Linked DNA regions of Oryzias latipes: regions 1, 3 and 4 are each linked to region 2. The links are chromatin contacts, called in public Hi-C maps. All regions are on one chromosome and are shown on one strand. The core of a region is the stretch at or near the end of the contact, and the rest is flanking DNA. Distances in the headings are between cores, read along the strand shown. Region 1 has its middle 23 kb from the start of irx6. Region 2 holds the start of irx5 (iroquois-class homeodomain protein IRX-5). Region 3 holds the start of irx6 (iroquois-class homeodomain protein IRX-6). Region 4 holds the start of irx3 (iroquois-class homeodomain protein IRX-3).

What was found. A called contact is a pair of places that touch in the nucleus more often than the background predicts.
Region 1: a contact with region 2 is called in a Hi-C map of embryo, with 3 times the contacts expected there. The contact joins the enhancer-like site here to the promoter of irx5 in region 2. A contact is called at or near these places in 5 of 5 Hi-C or Micro-C datasets (embryo, fibroblasts and gastrula embryo).
Region 3: a contact with region 2 is called in a Hi-C map of embryo, with 3 times the contacts expected there. The contact joins the promoter of irx6 here to the promoter of irx5 in region 2. A contact is called at or near these places in 5 of 5 Hi-C or Micro-C datasets (embryo, fibroblasts and gastrula embryo).
Region 4: a contact with region 2 is called in a Hi-C map of embryo, with 4 times the contacts expected there. The contact joins the promoter of irx3 here to the promoter of irx5 in region 2. A contact is called at or near these places in 5 of 5 Hi-C or Micro-C datasets (embryo, fibroblasts and gastrula embryo).

The regions. Positions count from the first base shown.
Region 1 is chr3:28,989,203-28,991,902 of ASM223467v1, forward strand. No RefSeq gene overlaps it. Among protein-coding and RNA genes, the nearest start is that of irx6, 23 kb to the right of the region's middle. Within about 2 kb of position 1,374, at least 2 of the 8 cell types and tissues checked have an H3K27ac peak or open chromatin away from gene starts, as enhancers often do. A contact at or near this core is called in embryo and gastrula embryo, where this site is marked.
Region 2 is chr3:29,153,940-29,156,639 of ASM223467v1, forward strand. irx5 (iroquois-class homeodomain protein IRX-5) reads right to left here and starts at 1,438. Exons shown (of 3, transcript XM_004067314.3): 1 at 783-1,438. The coding sequence starts at 1,025. It overlaps LOC105357891 (a long non-coding RNA gene), which reads left to right and starts at 1,558. Exons shown (of 5, transcript XR_911697.3): 1 at 1,558-1,946.
Region 3 is chr3:29,011,867-29,014,566 of ASM223467v1, forward strand. It overlaps irx6 (iroquois-class homeodomain protein IRX-6), which reads right to left and starts at 1,410. Exons shown (of 7, transcript XM_011493316.3): 1 at 827-1,410. The coding sequence starts at 892.
Region 4 is chr3:29,355,097-29,357,796 of ASM223467v1, forward strand. It overlaps irx3 (iroquois-class homeodomain protein IRX-3), which reads left to right and starts at 1,290. Exons shown (of 2, transcript XM_011493347.3): 1 at 1,290-1,810; 2 at 2,335-2,700. The coding sequence starts at 1,592.

The DNA of each region.
Region 1 (2,700 bases), core at 124-2,623, 160 kb before region 2:
CCTCAAGAAAAAAAAAAGATTCTTTGTGGGTGCAGCTCTTTTCCTTGAGCGCTGTCATTTTTCTACAATGTCTACTTTTTTTACATGAAAACATTTTTATTTGCTGACTTTTCAAAGTCTGTAATGTAAAAGTTTGCCGCCCTTCAAAATAATAATAATAAATAATAATACAGTTTTCCTCTAAATTAATTTGTTATTATGTGCCTGCCCACATCTTTGGGGCCTATAAGGAGTTGGAAAGCTGTAAGTGTTGCCAGCTTTGTGAAACACTTATGAATTGCAAATTCGGCATGTTTAATTAGGAAAAGCAGCTCAGGGAGACTTTCATTTTTATAATTAGTGACGGCAAGCAGAGACTCAGACCTTTAGGAGGAATGTGTAAGCTTTCTGTTGTGCTTACCTTACACATTCTGGCTGGGTCAGCCCAGGTGGTCAGTCCAAGAGATGACAGTTTTTCATCGTTTGGTCTTTCAGCGTGTGTGGTGGTAGGGATGGGTCACAGTTTGCTTTTTATTGCATAAAAAAGTACACAATAAGGCTAAACTATGATGCTAGCAGCATCAAAGCAGTCACTTGAGCTGGATTCTCTGAACTGGTTTTCAATTGAAAGTAGTGATCGGTTGTCTGCTTGCCAGTGGCCCCTGGGCTGCAAGCCCACCCATGACGGGGGGCTCCATGAAGGTACTTGTTTGTAATTGCAACTGAGAAAAGGTTTCCTAGAAGCATTTTTTTCTTTAATGAAGTTACTGGCACCGGCAAGTTGGTAAGTAGCCAAAAGGTTTTAGAGTTCTTAAGCAGAATGTTAATATAATTTGTCTTGCCAACCAGCAAAAAAGTGAATTTGGCACCAAGAGTAGCCATGAGCTGAAATCCCTATGCCAAATTTGTCATCCCTGTTTTTTTCTTTTTTTTTACTTTGAGGTAGGGTTGTAGAAAAAATGTAATTAAGGCCATTGTTGCAGTTCTCTGTAGGGGAGCATTTGCTTTGACTAAGCCTTGTAATTATGAATGATATCCTCTTTGGCCTGCTTTACTTTTTGTCCCTGCTGCAAATATTGGATTTGCTCCACACATCCCCGCAAGACGCAAGCTAATCTTTGACCTGGATTGTCGTCACCTGCATTTGCTGCAAGGAGCGATGTCGTTCCCATACCTTTAGCTCATTCACTTAAAAGCTTGCCATCTCATGAGTGACCGTGCTAACATGATGATCACAAAAAATGACCGCCCTGCTTGCAAAGAGGCCGAGTGATCCCATCAGCGTTGGGTTACCTGGCTGTCCTCCTGTTCACTGTACCTGTTAGGAAAGACATTAGAGCAGTGGTTTGGTACTGCTAAGGGGGATGGGATGACCTGAAAGGGTTTGGTTGATGGTGTGAAGGCTCCTACATTCCTGAGTGCTCTCTCGCTGAGTGTCTTGCCTGACCTAGCCAGTTCGGCTGAACACAGACCGGGCTTTCATTCCAACTATCCCCACAGCTTCAACTACTAATAAAGCTACCATTTGATCCCCTTGAATTTCTAAATCGGTCTCCGTTTGATTCTCTCTTCATGCTGCATGTGTTTTTCCACTTTGTTCTGAACAGAGAATCAGGTTTCCTCTCTCAGAGATAGACTGTTGTGAGTTGTGTATAAATGAACTGTCGGTGTGATAAGTAGTATCAAGGCTCATTAAACGTATTTGATTTCACTTTTCTTTCTGTGAAATACTGTTAGGACATTGACAGGGAACGTGTTGAAGAGTGCTTGAGTTATCTTGTGTTTGTATAAACTCAGTGGCATGAACCAATCACAAAAGAGGTGTGTTTAGATTAAAAAGTAAACCCTACTTCTTTTATTTTTCAAAAGAAATATGTATATTTTCTCATTTTGCATGGTAATGCATTCACTCAAACACTGTGAGTTTTTCATCAAATCAAAAAACAGGCAAAAATGGATGTTTTACTCTTTAGTGTTTCAGTAACTTCACTTTTAAGGCACACTAGAAGAAAGTACAACAGGTAAGCAATAGCTCACAGCACAAACCACAAGAGACGGCCTGGCTTGAAATTTACAGTTGGATTAGAGACTAAATGAGCAGACCTGTGGACTTTGGCGCCCCAGAAAATCACATGTTTACTTTAAAAGCCTGCTTCTCCAGTGTAATATGGTGAGCAACACCTATAAATTTAGGTGGCCGCCTCAGAGCTTGGTCAGTCATGAGTTGGTTGCAGTGTATTGTCTCTGTGTTGCACCCTCTGTTACGGTGGTGTTTAAGGAAATTACACCCCAGGCAGCAGGTGTCTGCAGGCTTTGTTCCCTGATTGTCTACTTGACAATGCTGTCTAATGATTCGGTGCACTGCACTGTATTTTTGTAATTATGCCTTAAACAGGATTTAATCATCATATAACCTCTCTATAATTACTTATACTTAAAGAAATAATAGACTTTGTGACCTTCAGCTTTGAAATTTAGTAGACTAAAGATATACTGTGCTAACGTTAATGGGTAAAACTAAAACATTACCAGCAGCATTTACAAGAAAAAAAGAAGAATATGAAAAAAAGGTAAATAAATTCATATTAACATACAGTACAGACCAAAAGTTTGGACACACCTTCCCATTCATTTGAATGAGAAGGTGTGTCCAAACTTTTAGTCTGTACTGTATATATGTACAAGAAGAAAGAAATTGTACCAGTAACCCATCCAAGATGT
Region 2 (2,700 bases), core at 188-2,687:
GTACACTTGCAGCACACAAACATGAGTACACTCGTGCACGCGCTTCCATATAAGGCGCGCGCATCATAAGGCAACTCTGCTCCTTCAGCACACACTAACGCGCTGGCTTTAATCCAACTCTTAAACATTATTATTTATTTCAGTTTCCTATTATTGTAATTTTATTTCAAAATTGTATCGTTAAATCTTCTTTGGTTAGAGAAATTCAAAATGTTTGATTAATAAATGTATAAATTATCCTGCGATGATACGTAAGGCCAGGCACAATGGAGCCTTATTTTATTATCGTTTCTCACAGTTATATTTTATAGCCGTTAGGCCTGAAACAAATAGTCTTTGAGATATTTTGTTGACACAGAGCGTCAACAAATACAAGCAAAACAAACCAAGTCCAACTAAAATATGAAAATATACTTCTTGCTTAGACGCTAAAATCTGACAGTTGTCTGGCTTAAAAATAAAAGTGGAAAAAGCTCTCGTGGGCTGCCATGAGGGCGTGTTTCTGTTTTTCATAGAGTTCCGAGACTTCTTTGATTTTGAAAAAATAATTTAAAAAACGCTACAGAAGGTCATGAAAGCACAAAGCTGAGGGAACCAGGCTGTTTTTCTGTGAAACTTGTTTTCTGAATTTTTCCATTCAGTGATTTGAAGTAAATGCGCTCCTCCGTGACGCGCACGTCTCTTCCCAAACCTAAAATTTCACTCGCTCGACACTTTTTAGAGTTGTTTTCCTCGCTTTTACTGCTCGTCAGAGACGGAATAATCACCTTTAATTTACTCACCACGTACGAGGTGAATGTGGCAGCTGCCGCCGCGTCTGCACTGTACGGTAAGTGGGAGTTGTAGCCTGGCGAGGCGCTGCTGAACGCAGTAGATCCGGCATAGGGCGCGAACGCAGATCCCGAGGAGGATCTCCCAAGTTCCTCAGTTCTGGGTCCCGATATGACGCTGGTGCTGTACGCAGGGCATGAATACAGGGCTAAAGAAGCGGACGGCTGGTACAAGTAACCCTGAGGATACGCCATGCTGCTGGAGCCCGGAGAGTGTAAGCCACTTAACTTGCGCACTTTCTCCCCCTTATTATGTTCTCAGGCGCTGCTGTCGGAGCGCATAGAGCTGCGTGTCTGCAGACCAGCTGCCCGTCCGCTCCGAAGTGACAATGGTGAAGTCAGCTAGACTGTTTAAATCAAAACAAGCTTTTCAGGCAGGCAGCAACTCTCCGTCGGACGTTCAGTGTCGTTTCGTCTTTCTGCTGCTCCTTCACCGGACTTGGACCGCCGCTCTCATTCCAGTGCAGAACTTTTATTTTTTACCCGTCTGACTGGGGTTTTGCTTGGGAAAATGTCCTGCCAAGATGCTAAGTTGGAAATTGAGGATCCTGACGCCTACTACGCTGCGCTCCACGCTCCTCCTCTCTGGGTGTAGTCACCGAAGGGAAAGGAGAGCTTATGCTGGGGAACCGCAGCCCTACCCAAATCCATGCCCGCTCTGTCTCCCTCTCTTTCTTCCTCACCCCTCCCTCCTCTCGCGTTAACTAACAAGCTTTCTCATTCTGTGTTTCTCTGTTTTTTGCCTCTTTAACAAGCCTCGATGCAGTAAGCTTCAAGTTCGCCTGCCAGCCCCCCCATTTGGATGACGACGTCATGCGAGTCCACCAACTTTGCTCCTTTTCTTCCCAACAGAACAAACAGAAGTCCCGACTTTCACACTTGATCAATAACAAATCGGCTGCTGTGCGCCAGGATGTGGGCTTGGAGGAATTCAGAGGGAGCACCACAGCAGTGCGCTCTTTTTATTGGTCTTTCTGCGCGTTAAAAACAAATAAAAAGAAAAAAATGTCACCGCAAAAAAGTGCTTTAAATCAACAGACTGATGTTCTGCGGCTTTTCACGTGGATTACAACAGTTGCGCACGCCGACTCTCCAACGGCAGCTGAACGTTATTCGGTAAGACACATGTCGATTGAGAAGTTAGAATAAGGAAAGTTACAGAGCAAATAATGAAGCTTAAGCAAGTAGAAAGTTTTTTTTTTGTGTTTGGATTTGTGGAAATGTGGTTTTGCGCGTCATCGGTTGTGCTTAACTGATTTACTGTGGTGGATGAGGCTAAATATTTTTTTCCTCAATGGATTCGAGAATAAACCACTCAGATACAGGCTCTCAAAAAGTCATAAAACCCTCAAACCGGGGCAGATTAGTGCCATCTACACCAAATCCGCATGGACTAGTGGCTCTAATCTCATTTGATCGCGGCAGATACAAATCTTTTTTTTTTTTTTTTCTGAAAATCTAAACAGTATAAATATAAACACTGTTTAAAACCGTGGCGCATGCATAGCTACTGCATTTTATTATGTCAAACATAGCTATGTTATTTACAAAATTATGACTATTAATTATTAGTAATTGTTGTTAATTGCTTGTTTTTAACATGTGATATTTAAACAGATATTAGGACAAGCTCTCTTTTTTAATACAAATATTGTCATCTTTCAGGCATTTTTTTCAGGCATCTTAAAGCCGTTTTTATTCAGGTGATTGACTCCACAGTTCAAGTCTTAGATAAGCCGAAAGGGATCGCTGTAGGCGCTGCTAAAGAGTGTGTGCACTGGCTGTCACGTGTTTCTTACGCTCTGAAAAAAAGCCTCAAGAGAGCAAAGAATGATGACGCCGTTACACTGGAAACACACTCACACATTAA
Region 3 (2,700 bases), core at 160-2,659, 140 kb before region 2:
AATACATTTTGGTTAATTTTAAAATATATAATTTATTCTGCGTAAGCTTTTGTTTCATTTCCTTGTAACCTTTCATGATTCAAGGTAAGTTTTTTCCAGGACAGCAGCACCATTAACATTATCTGTTTTTCTTTTTTTTTAATAACATAAAATAAATGACCGCATGGTCACAGATAAACTTTAAGAGATTGTGGAGTTTTGCAGAATGCATGCGCTAAATCCAACTGCTCCAGCATTTTTAAAAAATATTATTGAGATCAAAGTTTTGCAAAAAAAACCAAACATCTTTTAAAAAAGTAAAATGTGATGCAATCTGTTTAAAGCTGAAAAATCTCACTGCTAAAAAGTTGTCACCTAAGTTTTCCATGAGAACTTCTGTCTCGAGTTGAACTTACCCAAATAAGTTCTATAAAACAGCTAAAAACAATACATTTTGCCTGCTGATAAAGCTTTAGGAAAGTTCGTCACTGCTGCGTCTTCTTCAATTTCAATTAATAAAAAATAGTAATAATAATGATACAACTTTTTTAAGTGAAAGCCCAATTCCAGTTTGTACAGTGCGCAGTCGGTGACATTCATCTCTATTGTCATCGTAAAAACACGTGAGTTCATTCATAATTCAGTGTAATTGGACACGGATGCGCGCAGGTATGTGGATATTTACTCTAATTACAAAAGCTCCACGGAACGCACAAGTTCTACAAGAAGCAGCATATGGCTTATTACTGTTTGTTCAAAAACACATTCTTAAAGTGAATAAAATATATTCTATCGTTTCTATAGCCTCAAGCATAACATTGAAAACAATTTTTAGAAATGGTCTTACCTGTGAAGTTGCATTGTAAGGATATCCAAACTGCGAGAAAGACATAGCTGCTTCTTTTGTTACCATCAAGAATATTCTTCACCCTTGATCGATTGCAACCAATTCTACTTCAAATCCACAGTCTTCCACACATTTCCACGCACGGCCTTTCGCTCAATAATAGATGACTTGACTCAAAGGAGGAAGACTTTAGGCAGGCACCAGCTGCAGATTGTTTTATATGAATGAATAATCCCCCCCCTAGGACCCGATGATAAATTAAATTAAGCGTCATTAAGTGCAAAAATAAAACAATGAAAAAAATATATAGAAAAAGTGTTGTTGTGTTAGCTGTAGGAGGCTTAAAGGATAACGTAAGTCCTCTAAGATATGGACTCTGCTTGTGCTATTATTTGTGGCTCTATAGTTCTTTAGCATTCATCCATGCAAGGGTATCAGCGTGACGTCATTGTAATCCCGGAACGGCAGGGTACCAAGGAGAGAATAATGTCTTTGCCAATCACAACCAGCGCAGGCTTTTCTTGAGGTGCACTGTACACTTTCTTGTTCCCCCTCACCCTTTTTTCCACCAAAAGGAGAAGTATTTCCTTTTATAGCCTTTATATTTTTTGAAATATCGAACTACTGTTATTTATCACTTAAGAGTAAAAGCATCTGTGAGCCAGTAAAAAAATTATTATGAACAAACATAATAAAACAGGTTTTCAGAGTCATAAAGATTTTTTTTTTCTAAAAACAAGAAAAGTTTATTTTGAAGAAAAAAAAACGGATTATTTTCTTTTTCTTTATTATTATTTTTTATTCTTTAGACCTCAGTTCGCCTCTGCCTCCCGAGCACAGGTCCACCCTGGAGTTAATTACGGTGATGTTTCTATCTTTCTCTATTAGAAAGAGGGGCAGTCCCAACAGAAACGGTTAGAGCGCTTTTTGGCAGGTCAATAGACCCGTGATTGATGCGTGCCTGGAGACCTACGTGACCATCACGGGTAATGCGTAATTGTATCAATTAACAAATGGATACATGCCCTTGTTTAACCAACGAGTAACAGGGTGAGAATTTGCCTTTGAGCTGAAATCAGAAGAGCTGTGCGGGGGAAAAAATAGATATTAGCAGCCATGCTCCCAAGTCTAATTAAATATCCGTGCAAGGGGGCGACGAGAATTGCATTTTAATTGAATGATGCGCACATGAAAGATGGGGAAGGAATGATGCTGCCTCTCACTGAATGAAAGGAGAAATGATTTTAAGCCTTATTAGATCAGCAGCTCAGTCATCACTGCTGCCCTCACTCTTCCCCATAAACACAAACCAGCTGTGCTTTTCTACTGTGCTGAGCTGGGACAGCCTGTGAGGAGAGGGTCCATTCATTTCCCCCTGCAGCCTACACGTATTTATACTGTCACTGACAGCAATGATGATCTCTGCTGAGGAGGAGTCACGTGGTCCGCTCCTGCTGAGGCCGTGCGCCAAATTGCCCCTGACACTCCCCCAGGAGACCGTCTGCGATTACGGCCTTTCTCTCCAAGGGGCGCCAAAGGGCCACGAGCACGAGACGTGAATCGCCTGTGAAAGATTTTCCACAGAGATGAAGTGGACGGAGTGGTCAGTTTCTTTTCCCCAAGCTTTCACTGCAGCTCTCATCCACTCCAGGCCTTTGCTCAGGAAGAAATAACTTTGGTCCTGCAAGAAACTTTCTGGATCATACCAAACCAAACTTAATTCAACATTCTATATATGCCTTCCTATTTATATTTACTTTTTTTGTTAAACATACAACTTGAAGGTGAAATATTGAATGCGTTTTATGCTGATTATTGTATTCAATTTAAAGGTGAGTTCTACAAAAAAGTTACAAATTATCCTCAGCTAAAAA
Region 4 (2,700 bases), core at 40-2,539, 200 kb after region 2:
TTTATCAGACCTGAACTGAGATTGATGGGATTTGATGGCGCTGTCAATAAGACTCTGAGGCTTAGATCCGGATACGGTGCGTGAAATAATAATTTAACTTCTGCGCTTGTTTTGCAAACGATTAACAAAGCAGATGCTGATACAAAGACGGGTCGAAATGCGATTATGATTACCCTTCACCACACACACACACACTTTTTGATTCATGGAAATTCAATTCTGACTCTCTTGTTTTGTTTTAATCCGCATTATTTACAAGAAAGACCAGGTTGCCTCCAAATTTTCAAATCGCGCTCTGTCTGAAAGAGCGTGTTGTTCTTCAGAAGATCAACCATGTAGCACTTTTAATATCCCCAAATTATTTCTGAATCTAAGCCGTGCGTGGAACAATCTGTCACGAATTATTATTATTATTATTATTATTATTATTATTATTATTATTATTATTATTATTATTATTATTATTATTATTATTATTGTAATATTTGTATTTTTCTATTGATTTAAGTTACTTGGAATCTTAATGTTGTTTCCCAGAATAAACATGTTTCCATCCCAATCCACTGAAATGTTTATCAGTCAGGCTATCACTGTCGCCACATTACACCGACTCTTCATTAACGGCGTCACGTGCCCATCAACGGCTCTCTTTGATGTCGAGCGCTTGCACGCGAGCCGTTTGATGTCCCAAATTAAAGAAGGACTTTTCTCCGCTTTTGCGCGGGTCCGTGACTCCTCCAAACTGCAGCAGAGGAACAGGGGGATCATGGAAAAGAAAGGGGAAAGGTGAGATTCTGGACCAGATAGATTTTTTGGAAGTTTTTACTATTAGTTTTTTGGTTTTTTTTGTGGTACATGTTTTATTTTATATGTACTTACAAATATACTTTTTTTATTTTAAGAAATGACATGTATCCTTTTTTTATTTTTTTTATTTAAATCATAAGAGTTTTATAATTTAAAAAATCATTTTAAAATAATTAAAATATATATCTTAAAACTTTTTTTTTTAGCTTTTGTGGCAAAAATGTCCAAATGTCCTCCCGAAAAACGGTGACGGGACAGGCGCTCATTTAGCGCATGAAATAGATTGGCGATCCATAAAATGAGATTTGAAACTCCATTCAAATAAGAGCTCGCTACGTCTGCACTTATCTGAGGGAGAGAAAGAAGGAGGGAGGGAGGGAGGGAGGAATGGAAGGAGCAGAGGGAGGGAAGAAGAGAGAGAGAACGCGCGCGCTGTTTGGTGTGCAGTTTGTAGCAGAGGGGTGAGATTTGAGAAATAGGAGGGGCTTCTAAACGACTAGAAATGTCAATCTGAGCAAGGGAGTCCCAATAATCTAAAGCAATCTGTAAGGACCTGACCTTAGTCCATCCAGATCAATAGGGAAGTGAGGGTGGAAAGAAGAAAAGGAGGAAGAAATAAGGGGCGCAACCGGATCGTTTACACTGGCTGTTCCCGAGGAAATATAGACTTCCCGTGCTTGCACCTTTTGTTGCGCACATGCTCACACTGTAAAAGTGGATATCGAGGCAATTTCCATTGCTTTGTGAGGTTGCAGCAGACTTTTCCCTCTTTTTTGCCACCAACATGTCTTTCCCTCAGCTGGGATATCAGTACATCCGACCGATATACCCGCCGGAGCGCCAAGGGATCGCCAGCAATGCCCGAGCTGGGACAGAGCTCAGTCCGTCTGGCGCACTCTCCAACGTCCTCTCCACTATGTACGGATCTCCTTTCGCCGCAGCCGCGCAGGGCTACGGAGCCTTCCTCCCTTACACAAACGATATATCTATTTTCAACCAGCTGGTGAGTGTCTCTCTCTTTTTTGTCTCCTCTTAAGTTTCTCCTCAACTTCTGCTGAAAATAAGTGGAACTTTTCTTTTTTTTTCCGGTGCGCATTTCTTGGCCAAACTTTCGGAGCACTGAACTTTGTCGTTTTGAGAAAATTGGCTGTTAAAAAGTGACGCATTAACACGTCGAGCGTAACGTTTCTGCTTTGTGCATAATTTCCAGAAATGCTAACAACGAGTTAAGAAAATGGTACAGTCTGCTACTGAAGTACCAGCCTTCCACAAAGACAATCATCTACGAAAGTTAAAGGGAAAAGTGAAGTGTTGGCTTAAAAAAATTCAATTTAGTCCAAATATTGATTTATTTATCAGAGATTTTATTTAAAAAATAAATTCATTAAATGTTTACTTTCTTAGTAGAAGTTCGTGCAGTTTTATTCCTTTGAATCATCATTTCACATGATTATTTTCTCCTGCTAAACAATTCCAAAGTAAGTGTCTTATGTTCTTGCTAACCCCTCTGGCTCTTTGTCTTTGCAGGGGGCTCAGTATGAACTGAAAGACAGTCCCGGCGTCCAGCACCCCGGGTTTGCCCACCACCACCCCGCTTTTTACCCATATGGTCAATATCAGTTCGGTGACCCGTCCAGACCCAAAAATGCCACCAGGGAGAGCACCAGCACTTTGAAGGCCTGGCTCAGTGAGCACCGCAAGAACCCCTACCCAACCAAGGGCGAGAAGATCATGCTGGCCATCATCACCAAAATGACCCTCACCCAGGTGTCCACCTGGTTCGCCAACGCCAGGAGGAGGCTAAAGAAGGAGAACAAGATGACCTGGGCCCCGCGGAACCGCACCGATGAAGAGGGGAATGTTTACACGAGCGATCACGAGGGGGAGGAGGGG